Regions from separate parts of the Mus musculus genome. Here all the other regions are linked to region 2. A link is a contact called in public HiChIP or PLAC-seq data. All regions are on one chromosome and are shown on one strand. Each heading gives the region's core, a stretch centred on a gene start, on an enhancer-like site or on the middle of the called end of the contact. The rest is flanking DNA. Distances are from core to core; before and after follow the strand shown. Region 1 overlaps Runx2 (runt related transcription factor 2). Region 2 overlaps Clic5 (chloride intracellular channel 5). Region 3 overlaps Runx2 (runt related transcription factor 2).

Region 1 (3,868 bases), core at 1,015-3,514, 450 kb before region 2:
AATCATTTGTAAGTGCCCAGGAGGAGGATCTAGGCAGGGTGTCAAAAGCAGGCATTATCACTAAACCCTTTGGCTTATTTAAGGTCCAGCAAGGGGGCCAGAATGGCTTCCGCAGAGTGGGTGAATGGGTAGGTCACAAAGCCCCAGAGGTAGGTGTGCATAGACATGGCACTGGACGGTCTAGGTCATGTAGGGTTCAAGTGTGTCAAACTTGTGGCCTGCAGGCTGCATGTGCTTCAGGCTAGCAACAAAGTATAAACTTACATAAAACACTAAGAGCTATTTAGTGAGGTTTTTTAAAAATAGGTTTATTTTAGTGTGTGTATGTGTGGGTGAGCGTATGCCACATGTATGTGAGTGCTCTTAGAGGCTTGTAGAAGGTATTGGGTCTCTTGGAAGTGGAATTATAGGTAGTTGTGAACCATTTAATGTAGGTGTTAGGATCCCAACTTGGGTCCTCTCACGTACTTAGGGTGTGATATTAAGTGATGAGCTATCTTTACAGTCCTTCCTTCCTTCCTTCCTTCCTTCCTTCCTTCCTTCCTTCCTTCCTTCCTTCCTTTCCTTCATAATGTGACTGACTGTTCAGCCCTTGATCATGGACTTTGTAATGACAGTGTCCTGTCGCAATGCTAGAAGGATGTGTTAAGCCTGGAGTGGTATTAAAAGCCATAGAACATAAGAAATCATGTTAGACAGAAGAGAAAGCTGAGGACAGGGCGCTGAGAAAAGACTCCAGATTTGAAGTCAGATAAAATCGAAGAGCTGGCGAGAGTCCCTGAGCAGGTACAGCCAGGGGCGTAGGAAGAGCTCCAGAGCGTATAGTGTCCCAGAAGCAAGGGACTCAGGGCTGCTGAGGTGCGGCCTCTACTGTGTTTAATTTTCATTTCTAGGAACTACTATTGGGCTGGGCAGTATGGAAGCCATGAGTGACCTTGACCCAAGGGATCCCAGTAGAGAGACAGATTCCCAGGGCTGGGGGGAAATCAGTAATGGTGAAAAAAGTGGGCTAAGGGATTTAGACCGTGGCTTCAGGAGTGTTGGCTGTGAGGAGGGGAGAGGAACTGAGGGAACTGAAGAGAGGAAACAGCATGAAAGGAAGTCCATCTGGACTTTGGGTTACAAAACTGAAGCCCTCACCCTGACATATTCGGAGTGAGTGGCCCTTGACAAACCACTTTCCATTCCAGGACATCAGTATCTCTATGAGAAAAATGTGAGTGACAAAGTCTGTTTATAATGAGAGTCTACTTATAAAGGTGATTGTAAGAGAGAGTTTAGTAAGCATTCATCATTCATTAAGGGCTGGGAGTGTAGCTTTGTGGTAGAGTAGGGGACCCTAGGTTCTGTCCCTAGCATGATCAAGGCAAGACAACACAGGAACATAACAAAAACTCCCTAGCACTGTCACACAAGCACAGTATCCGTGTGTTTGTTAGTGTGTGATAGAAATGCTAAAGGAAAGGCAAGCACCTTGGAGAAAGCTGAGCCCTGAAGGTGAGAATCCAGATAGAAGGAAGCAGTTGTTACAGCAACAGGGAAGAGAAAGGGCAGGGAATGCGGGCCATTCCTCAGCAACACTGAGTCCCTTGCTTCTGGGACACTATACTCTCTGGAGTTTATCCTTTATCACTGGCTGTACCTGCAGGGTCCCTTACCAGGGAGAGAGTCTAGCCTGGTCCAGAGGATGGTGTTGAGGGAAGACAGCCATTGATAGGAGTCCTGAGTAGATAGAGAAGGCAGGAGGGTTGGATGTGAGGTACTTAGTTCTTCAGTAGGCTCATCGAAAGGGCAGGGTTTGAATTCTTACCTTATGCAGAATTGTAGGGATTCTGTCCACAGAGGAGCCTCAGAGTTTCGAATCAGAGAGGCTATTTGAGTTTGATAGGGACACAGGAAACAGATTGGAAGGAAGACACAGGAAGTAAGGAACATACAGAGGCACGGAAGCCAGCTAGAGAGCACTTCTACATCCCAAGTGTGTTAAGGATGGGGGTGGAAGATCAGGAGGTGTGCGTGCCTCTAAAATCAATGTTCATATCAGGGAGAAGAAAGGGGAGCGGTCTGTGAAGGGGTCTCTTAAAGCAAAGCATGAAATAAGTTGTAGGTCATCAGCTAGCACATGCTTACTGCATACCTACTGTGTGCCACTGCTGTTTGATGTCTGTTGGCACTCTTTCAAGCTTTATTCTAGCTCAGACTATACCACAAAGTATAACAGGAAGTGTGTGTGTGTGTGTGTTGGGGGTGGGGTTGAACCATTCAAGGACTAGGCTGATCTGATAGTCCTTTTGACTCATGGGGGGAACTTCTGTCTAATTTTCTGTGTGTCTATCTTGGCTGTTTGCTAAAGGAATTAGTTATATTTAGTAAATGAATTAGCAATATTAGTTTTTTTTTAAAGTGTGATAGGCAGTATAACTTAATTAAGCCTTAAAATTATTGCTGGGGCAGCTGCATCAGGAATGCGTGACTAGATCTGGCTTGTCCAACTGCTAAAGCAAACTGTCAGGCCTAAGCCATTTCAGGCACTTTGGTGACACTCAGATGAGTCAATATTCAGATGTAGACATTAAGTAAAAAAAGAACATACAGAAAAGTTTAATTAAAAACCAAGGGGACAAAGGTCCTTTTTCTGACAGTCTGTGTTAAGCAAGTTGATTTAAACACATGCAAGCATTTAGAGTCCACAGGGTACACTACATTTATTTATAGTGTTGTGTGCAGTAACTCATGCTTGTCTTTCTAATCACTTGGGAAGTACTGGATCTTTTAAGAGGGGGTAACAAAGCAGGCAGTACTGATGTGCCAACACTCATTCTACATTAAGCTAATGGGCGTGGTAGTCGGCTTCTGTTTTTCCTCAGCACTGGTGGTCTTATAGATTTTATGAGTTTTGGAAGGTATGTAGGAGAAGATCACATGAAATTGTGTATGTAGATTTACATGAAACGTACACATGAACAAATACATCCTTCTACACACTACAAAGCAACTTGAGGCAGAAATGGTGGGTGCCGGTATCTCTGTGAGCTATCATTTGAATAACTAGCTTTGGCTTTAATGATTTGTGTGGTAACAGGATGTCACAGCCCGCAGTGGAGTATTGAAAACGGAATGGAGTATTTGTAATGCCATTGAAATGATGGACTTGAGTTTGGGTTTTGAAGCAGATGTTCAGTGGCTGAGATTAATCTCTAGCAATGGTTTTCGAGGTTAAAACCCAAATGTGTACAAGAGTAAACATTTCCCTTTCAGAGCAGATGATTTGAACACGAATGGATGAAATTTAAGCAAGCGGGCATTAACTACAACTTCGCTTTGACACACATGTCTGGAAAGCATCACGGATTACCACACTTTCTGGAATTGGTAGCATAATATGCTCTCTCTGCACACTCTCATGAGAAAAGGTTTGAAAAAGCCCAGACTTGCAGCCAGTCATTGGAGCATCAGGCTTTGGTGTTAGGCATCAGAGTCTGAGTGGTGACAAGCCCAGGGCCAGTGGCTTTACGGAGCAGACTCCACCTGGGTGTGAGGTGAGGAACATCCTAAGGCCAGACCCTTATTTGATATCCATCAGTGACTTCTTAAGAGAACACCTAGACATAGAGTGCCCAGATCTCTTCTGATTGCCTGGTAAATATAGGAAATAAAACACAAGCTAAGACAGCAGCATTACCTCACAGGTCTGCTTTCCTCCCATCACCCTTTCTTTTTAAAGACAGGGTTTCACTGTCTAGTTATGGCTGACCTGGGACTCCTTGAACTCCCAAAGATCATCCTTTCTCTGCCTTCCAAGTGCTGGAATTAAAGATTTGAGTCACTATATCTGGCTCTATTGGGGTGTTTTAGGTGCCCTTATTTC
Region 2 (3,970 bases), core at 1,105-3,604:
TATTACTATATGCATGTGTGTGTGTGTGTGTGTGTGTGTGTGTGTGTGTGTGTGTGTTTTGGGGACTTCTTCAAGTTCCAATGCTCCCATTCTGAGTAACATACATTTTAATATGTAGCAATTAACATCTAATATTGTTCAATCTCTTCCTAGACTTCACAAATATACACACATATAATTTGCCTCTAAATGATCCCTGGCATGGAGGATCCATGAGAGAGGGAACTAGTAATTGAAAACCAGACTGTTGGATGAAGTCAGTGTGTTCAAGGAGCATTATTGCTGTTTAACCAATGGACCCTGGTGAAAACTCATGGGGTTAGGTCCAGAGGCCTACGTTCAATATTGCAGATCAGGAAACATCAGGGAGGCTATGGCTAAGGGTTCTACATCAAGAACTATGAGCTGGGCTTGGTGGTCCATCCATTCCTGTTATCCCAGAGCTTGGAAGGCTGGAGCAGGGGGATTGCTACCATTGTGATACCAGCTTGGGCTACAGACTAGAATACCGTCTCGGAAATTAATCAAACAGACAAAGAGTTCCCAACACCTACATTCAGTTTCCAAAACCCACAAGGCAGCTAACAGCTCAGAATTGCCTGTAAATCCAGTTGCAGGAGGACTGATGCCCTCTTCTGGCCCCTTCAGGTACTGCACACACACAGTGAACAGACACACATGCAGGCAAATCAGCCACACATGTATAATAAAAAATTAAATTTAAAAAGGGTTAACTTTAACTGTGAAATTAGAACTCAAAAGTTGGTCTGATATTGAAAAAACTCCAACCCAATTATGAAAGTTTGTGCTTTTCAATGAATGCCAGGGACCAGTAGGCAGCTATCCTACAGGAAACCAGTTAATAATCCAACATACTTCACCATTTACTGTTTTTAATCTTAATTTGAGCACACATTTTTAAAAAATATAACCATTATGATTTTAATTTTACTAAAACTTAGTTGTTTTGTGAAAGATTTTTAAAATTAATTTAATATATGTAAATTGAAGATCTCCCCAGTCAGAAATGGAATCTTTTACAATAAAGATTGAGGGCACTTAAGGGGTACTTATAGTTATAAATAATCCAATTCCAAGGAGTCACAACTTCATTTATCTAGTAGGACTTGAGTAAACACAATGACTCATGTTGAGGAAAGCAGTTTCCTTTTGTCTCAGGTTTTCCCGGGACCAGTAAAACCTTATAGATGAAGGCTACCTTGCCAAACTCAGTCCTTCTGAAGAGAGAATACAGGCCCGCTTGTCCCAACTAGACAAGTGAGCTGAGGCAGAAAGAGCTCAAGTTCAAGGCCAGCCTGGACTCCCAGAGTGAACTCAGGTTTAGTCTGGGAAAGTTCGCAAGATCTATATCAAAACAGAAAGTACGAAGAGGGAGCCGGTTTGAAATAGCAAGCCCTTGCCTAGTATGTGTGAAGCCCTGGTTCCATCCCGGACTCCATACCAAAGCATAAACAAGAAAGGTATCTTGCTATGCTGCTCGCAGTCACTCTTAAATCTAAGATAACCCAGTGTCGGGAACCTCACCACCTTTGCAGCGCACACAGGAGACACTGCATGCATCAGGGAGAGGGAGATGCTGAGGTCCTCGTGATCCAGAGAGGCAGGGGAAGATGTTAGGGAAGAGTACAGCAATGTGGAGCATGCATCCAATGAATGAACAAGGAGTAATCAATCGAACTTTCTAGACTCAGCCCTCAACAGTGCCTGGTGTGGTCCCTGTCGGTGCTGGATACTTAGTATATTGAGTGCCACAGGGAAGGTACGTCAAGAACGCAAGAAGGACATTGCGTCTGTTAGTGCCAGTGATGTGGTGTGCTTCTAAAATCCCTCCTGCCAGGTGGTCAAATTCCTGAGCCAGTATCAAGGAAGGAGGGGACGGGGTGGGGTGGGGGTGTGGCTTAGCAACAGGAAGTGGAGACTCCCGGCTGTACTGAGGAAACAGGGTAGGGCTCACGCAGGAGTCTCAGGGCAGCCATGGGAGTTTCCATTCTCTGAGTTTGCAACATTCTTTGTGGCCACTGGAGCAGAAAATATGAGATGGAGAAACTGTAAAATGTCAACGAGAGGGGGCAGAGGCTTCTGTGAGGAGACAAATTCCTGGTCTAATCAGCTAGGGAGGGGACGACAAGAATTCCAGTGACAGCTCCCAAGTCACTCCCAACAGGCTGCTTGCTCTCCAGCCTCCTTCTGTGACACTCAAACAACTGAGACTAATTTACTTAGTTCCTTGTTGACTCAGTGTGCGTCCCTCCCCTCACATAAAGAGAGGACATTCTTTGCAGGCTGCTCCTGTTTTGTAACTGACACTGGCCAGGAAGGAAGTCCTCTCTGGTCTTATTTTGGAGCAGTTACTGTGGCTTAAAGACACAGCGGTCTGTTAGTCTGTTGACGGGGCAGCAGTGTGGTTTTGTTTGTGACGGGGCAGCAGTGTGGTTTCGTTTCTGGGATCCTGGGGGTACTTTGGCTGCTAGGTTCTGACACCTTTGGGACATGCCACTTCTGGCTCCTGAAGCTGGGCATTGTCAAAAGCATGCTGGCCAGCGCCACCCCTTCCTCTCTCAGTCAGCTCCCACCCCCGCAGTTGGAATTGAAATTACAGAATTCCATGTCTCCAGATTGGATTTGTGAATTATTTCACGGGCCTCATCCTTTCTTTAGCTCCCTGATTCACAGCTCCATGAGGGGCGCCGGGTTTCAAGTTCGTGCAGCAAGCCAAGTAGAATCCTAAACATAAACCCATGGCCCACCTCTTTAAACCCCTAACAGCACTCTCTCGGATTAAAAACTGGGATAAGATCAGTTTTCATAGGAATTAGTATTTGTGTGCGTGCGGATAGTGCTGTAAACAAAGGTGACCACCAAGGCAGCCTTAGAGGGATGTCGGCAGGACTGGGTCTGATAATGTGTGTGAGAGAAGCAGAAGCATCCTTAAGATGCCCGAGAGACTCCGTCCCCTGCCTGAGCTCCAGCTTGGAACTCTAGTGAGAGTTCTCTCCTACGGATGAGAATCTAAAGACTCTGGTCTCTCGGAAAGGAAGCTCCTTGCCCAGGCTCTGGGATCCTGCTCGTTTTAGTTGTTACAGACACAGGCTGCATGGGAGGTACATGCTCCCTTACTGTGCCAGACACTAGGATCTTAGCAGCAGCCCCTCTATTTCCAGCTGGTAGGAGACCTCAGTGGGTCTGCTCGGCTTCCTTGTCTAATATAGAATGCTGGAATTTCCCTTATGAAGTACCTATCACGGGATTTTGCAGGGGAAAGCCATCAGCAGTTAGGAAGCATTGGAGTTGTAGATGTTACGACGAGGTAAGGCACTAAAGGATGACTCCGCCTGAGGAAGCTCAGATCGGACCTAGGTGAGTTTCAAGGGAGGCCACTCCGGACAGTGATGGGTTACAGAGGCCTTCCCAAGAAGTTGGGACTGAAACTGAGCCTAGAGGCAGGAGATTCTCAAGTTCCGAGGAACGAGGAGGAGAAGCCTGACGAATGTAGAAGAAGCCTCTTACCAGGAGCTTCTGGGAACAAGAGCAGCCCCGAGGGCAGATGGGACCCAGGGAGGAGCATTAGACCTGAACAGAGTAGGCTGTTTTGGAAGCCTTTCCACCATGGGCTGGAGGACGTGGCCAAGCTTTGCTGGACACTGTTAGCCGCCACGGAGTTAAGACACCTTCTACGTCTACTCAGAGGACCCAGACTATAGCTCAGTGACAGCACTTGAACGGCATGCAGGGAGCCCCAAGTTAGATCCTTAGCACAACAGGTAACTATGAATACAATGGAACTCAGGAGTGCAAAGGAATAGACACAATCAAGCTGTATGTTTCGCCTCTTAGGGCCTGTACATGCAGTCCTCGGGTCCAGAACCCTCCCACTAGGTGTTCTGAAAGCCAAGACAAATCCTCAGTAAAGGTCTTGATTCTAATTCCCTGAAAATTCAGCTGTCAGTGC
Region 3 (4,365 bases), core at 683-3,182, 490 kb before region 2:
AAAATCTCAACATCACTAGAGTTAAATATTCTTTAACTTCATTTTGTACAAACTGTACAGTGTGTGGTTTAAATGCTGGCTACAGTGAGGTAAGCTAAATAAAGCAAATTCTTCCTCAATTCTGTGAGGGCAGAACAGAAAGTGACTTCTCTCTTCTCTTGCTTTTCTTGACTTTGTAATTCTTATATTTTAAGAACACCTAGAAATGTAATTATTATGAGTTCATTGTGAATTATTCTTTGCAGAACAGTACTTCATGTTGGGTAACATTGGAAAAAAATTTAGTTCATGTCTAGTCTTAACAGTTAAAGAGTGATTTTTCTCTCTCTCTCTCTCTTTCTCTCTCTCTCTCTCTCTCTCTCTCTCTCTCTCCCTCTCCCTCTTCCTCTTCCTCTTTCTCTCTCCTCTCTCTCCTTTCTTTCTTTCTTTCTTTCTTTCTTTCTTTCTTTCTTTCTTTCTTTCTTCCTTCCTTCCTTCCTTCCTTCCTTCCTTCCTTCCTTCCTTTCTTCCTTCCTTTCTTTCGTGGTTGTTCTTTTTGCTCTTTAGAATGTTTTTCAATTGCTTGGGTTTGGTACAGATGAAATGTGTAAAAATTTCCTCATTCTTTGGTTTTCTTTTAGATAAACATGGTTGGGAATATTCAAAGGAGACTTTTAAGCTTCAGACATCTACTTAAAAAGTCTCAAACATGTAATTATACTTCTGACTGATATAAAGTTAAATACAGTACTCCCCCTCCCAAGACATACACCACTCCTCCTCAGAAACAATGCTGGTCAGTCAGGTCTGGTACAATGACAGCAGAAAATACAATATATTTTAGTCCTTGCATTAGAGTTCAGCCTTATCAGAAAGATTGCCACTGTGTGTGTTGGCATGTTCTTCAGACCCAGGTCTAAGCATCATAGAATGTGCACACAACTGTCTGTTTTGCTAAATATGATATACAAAGCAAACCCATATTTAATATGATTATTACTACACTGCTTTAATAAAGTGGATTTATGTATTTCACTCTCAGGAATCCTTTCTTTCACATTTTCCCTTATTGAATCAATTTTTGTTTTCTTTTAACTAAAAGAAAAGTTCATTATGTTAAAAAATATGTAGTAAAATAATAATTTTCCAAGCTCTTGAAAACCTTTAAACTGAGGCAGATTTCTTTATATATATATATATATTTTTTTTTTTCTGAAACACTGTTCAGCTGGAGTGAAACCCCTGGAGAGCAGTCCTTTACCTTACAATACTGCAGAACATTTGAGGCTGTGAGGCATCACATACACAGTGACACTCTTAACGGATGCTTACCACTAAAAGCCCGTGTTTAGCAGCAGACTCAACCATCACTCTCTTTATCTTACTAAAACCAAGATCACTATAGTGACACTCTGTGCTTATGTGGCATCTTCTACATTTTACAGCTTAAACATTATTTCCAATGTATATTGGGGAGCTCTGGTTCTTAGAGCTGGAATGATTGGTATAAGGGTCAGAGATATATAGGTAAAGTAGGGGGAAACGGAGCCTTATGCTTTTTAGTACATACAGTCCCTTCTAAGAGAATGTTACTTTCTTTTGCCTTTATTAATAATCATTTTCAATAGAAAGCCAGGCATCAGGGGTTAAACTACAATCTGCTGAAGACACAAGATGTCTTCATGTTCAGATGAATGCTGGCAGATATAGTCAATCATTTCTGTATTTTCAAACGTGCCTTTTTTTGGCATCAGAGAAATACTCCATCTTCAGGAGCCCAGCACTTGTCTTAGTAACCTTCTCTGCCCCTCCCAAGTTGCTAGACAGAGGTGACAGAGAGGCTCAAGGCATTTGCTTTTGACCCAGGAGACTTCTCGAGTTGAGAGTAGCTGTGTACTCCAGGTAATGCCGGTCTGCATGAGGACAGTGCTGTCTGAGGGATGCTGACTCATTCTGTAACTGGTTCCCTCAGCAGGTTAGCTGGTAGCCCACAGAGCTGCTGGCTGCTGAGAGCAGTGCTTTCTATGGAACTCTTTCATTTATTTGTTTCATACACACACACACACACACACACACACTCACACACACATGCATGCACACACACACACACATGCATGCACACACACAGATACACACTGGTACACACACATACACGTGTACACACAGACACACAGATATACACACATGCACATGCACAGACACATATACATACACATACACAGACATACTCATACATACACATGCACAGAGACACACACAAAGACACACGTACATACAAATGCACACACAAAGACACACGTACATACACATGCACACACATAGACACATAGACATACACATGCAAACACAAATACATACACATATACATGCACACACAGAGACTCACTTACATACACATGTACACACATAGACATGCACAGACACACATGCACAGACACATACAGACGCATGCACAGACACAGACATACACACAGAAAGACATACACACAGTCACACAGACATAGACATTCACATACACAGACATACACACATACATGCACTCACACAGAGACACATACTCACATATTCCTCTCTCACATATAAATGTGTGTGTGTGTGCATGTGTGTTTGCACATTGCTATGTGATGTCATAGAGTGCTATGGCAAGCATGTGGTGATCAGAGAACAACCTCAGACATTGGTCCTTGTGTTCTCCACTGTCCCAGGCAGTCTCTTTGCTGTTTGCTGCTGTGTACCAGGCTAAATGACTCACAGGTCACATGCCCAATCTCCCAGTAAGGGTGCTGGTATTACAAAGGTCAGACCTACATCTTTTTATGTCTGCCCTTTACATTGGCTCTGAGGATTTGAATCAGCCCCCATGCTTACATAAAAAACACTTTATGCACTGAATCTTCTTTCTACCTCCTATTGTATGTATGTATGTATGTATGTATGTATGTATGTATGTATGTATATATGTATTTTTGGTTTCTTTCAAGACAGGGTTTTTCTGTATAGCCCTGGCTGTCCTGGAACTCACTCTCTCAGAAATCCTCCTGCCTCAGTCTCCCAAGTGCTGGGATTAAAGGCATGTGCCACCACTGCGCAGCCTCTACCTCCTTTTTTTTTTTTTTTAATACTCATCAAACACTTCTGAATATGCCAGATAGTGTGAGGAGAGTTGAGGTTTGTAAATAAACTAGATGAAATGAAGGCCATTCCTTAAACCTGGGGACTAATTTATTAAAAATCGTCATTAATCATCAATCTGTATATAGTAAAAATGAGGGTGACTAGATAGCATGGGGCACTGGGAATGTGAGCCCTACACTACACTATAAGGAACAGCTTCTTGATTTTGCACTGAACAGGGTGTGAGGTTGGAGAAACTGAGAAACAAATGGTCTAAGAGTCAAGTAAGAGTAACAGAAAATCTTGATGAGGTTTTATTTTGTGTTTTCCTGGCTGGCAGAGAGGATATAATGAGGGGTCGGACCTGGGATAGAGGTTACAGAGAGGGGAAATTCAGTCCTGTTTATCACTGAACAAGAAAGTTTAAGGAGGACACATAACAAGTGCGTTCAGGAGTATCTAGACTTGTTTCCTAGAGCTTCTGACAAATGAGAGCTCATAAGCAGAAGTGGGGAAAGACCAAGTGAAGGGTGCTTGTTAGATAGACAGGCGCACGGGGCGCCTTGCTAGACAGACAGGCGCACGGGGCGCCTTTCTAGACAGACAGGCACATGGGGCACCTTGCTAGACAGACAGGCACACGGGGCGCCTTGTTAGAGTGGTGCCTTATCTGGCTTTGCCCAGTTACTGGGGAACTCTGGGCACTAGGTGAAGACATGGGAACAGGCTGGGCAGAGGATCCTGGGAGTTACTGGAGAGGAAGGGACTGTCTCTGTGAAGCAGGGTCTTGGTGATGGATGGAGAACAGGGGACAAGGAAGGTTCCCGGTGACTGGCATTCCATCGCTAAGGTTGCATGCTAACCCAGTGTGCACAGCTAACCTGGCACAAGGAGATTCCGAATGGGTTAGCCTCAGCGACAGATGATCCTGTATCTCGTCTGAAAAGCTTCAGATGAGTTGTTGAAGACTGGGGGGGACAACCGTGTCATTCCAACATGGTAGATGACATAAAATGGACTTGTGGGTACGAGTGTGTGCTGACTTTTGTGCAGGTGCTCAAACATGTGTGTGTATTTGGAGGTCAGAGGTCAATACTGGGTGTCAGTTTTTGGAGCGGTCTGTTTTTGGGAGGGATCTTTCTTAGGACATTTTGATTAGGGTTAAGGTGGCTGGCTGGTCTACCCTAATCTCCCCATTCCTGTTTCCCAACACTGGGATTCCAAGCATATACCATACCACCTGGCTTTCTACAAGGTACCCAGTGATCACAC

Evidence for each region. HiChIP or PLAC-seq counts read pairs in DNA pulled down with a chosen protein or histone mark.
Region 1: a FOXA1 HiChIP or PLAC-seq map of pancreatic cancer cells shows a contact between it and region 2. The contact joins two enhancer-like sites. A contact is called at or near these places in 1 of 115 datasets of contacts at active chromatin or transcription factors (pancreatic cancer cells) and 1 of 9 other capture datasets (embryonic stem cells).
Region 3: a contact with region 2 is called in an HNF4G HiChIP or PLAC-seq map of pancreatic cancer cells. The contact joins two enhancer-like sites. A contact is called at or near these places in 2 of 39 promoter capture datasets (the HPC-7 cell line and maxillary cranial neural crest), 14 of 115 datasets of contacts at active chromatin or transcription factors (acute myeloid leukemia, embryonic forebrain, embryonic hindbrain and 8 more) and 1 of 9 other capture datasets (embryonic stem cells).

Annotation. Positions count from the first base shown.
Region 1 is chr17:44,688,952-44,692,819 of GRCm38.p6, reverse strand. The region is part of intron 3 of Runx2 (runt related transcription factor 2); the gene reads left to right. Among named protein-coding and RNA genes, the nearest start is that of Runx2, 46 kb to the left of the region's middle. Within about 2 kb of position 2,264, at least 60 of the 459 cell types and tissues checked have an H3K27ac peak or open chromatin away from gene starts, as enhancers often do. A contact at or near this core is called in pancreatic cancer cells, where this site is marked.
Region 2 is chr17:44,237,600-44,241,569 of GRCm38.p6, reverse strand. The region is part of intron 2 of Clic5 (chloride intracellular channel 5); the gene reads right to left. Among named protein-coding and RNA genes, the nearest start is that of Clic5, 51 kb to the right of the region's middle. Within about 2 kb of position 2,354, at least 227 of the 459 cell types and tissues checked have an H3K27ac peak or open chromatin away from gene starts, as enhancers often do. A contact at or near this core is called in the HPC-7 cell line and pancreatic cancer cells, where this site is marked.
Region 3 is chr17:44,726,223-44,730,587 of GRCm38.p6, reverse strand. The region is part of intron 1 of Runx2 (runt related transcription factor 2); the gene reads left to right. Among named protein-coding and RNA genes, the nearest start is that of Runx2, 8.2 kb to the left of the region's middle. Within about 2 kb of position 1,932, at least 51 of the 459 cell types and tissues checked have an H3K27ac peak or open chromatin away from gene starts, as enhancers often do. A contact at or near this core is called in the HPC-7 cell line and pancreatic cancer cells, where this site is marked.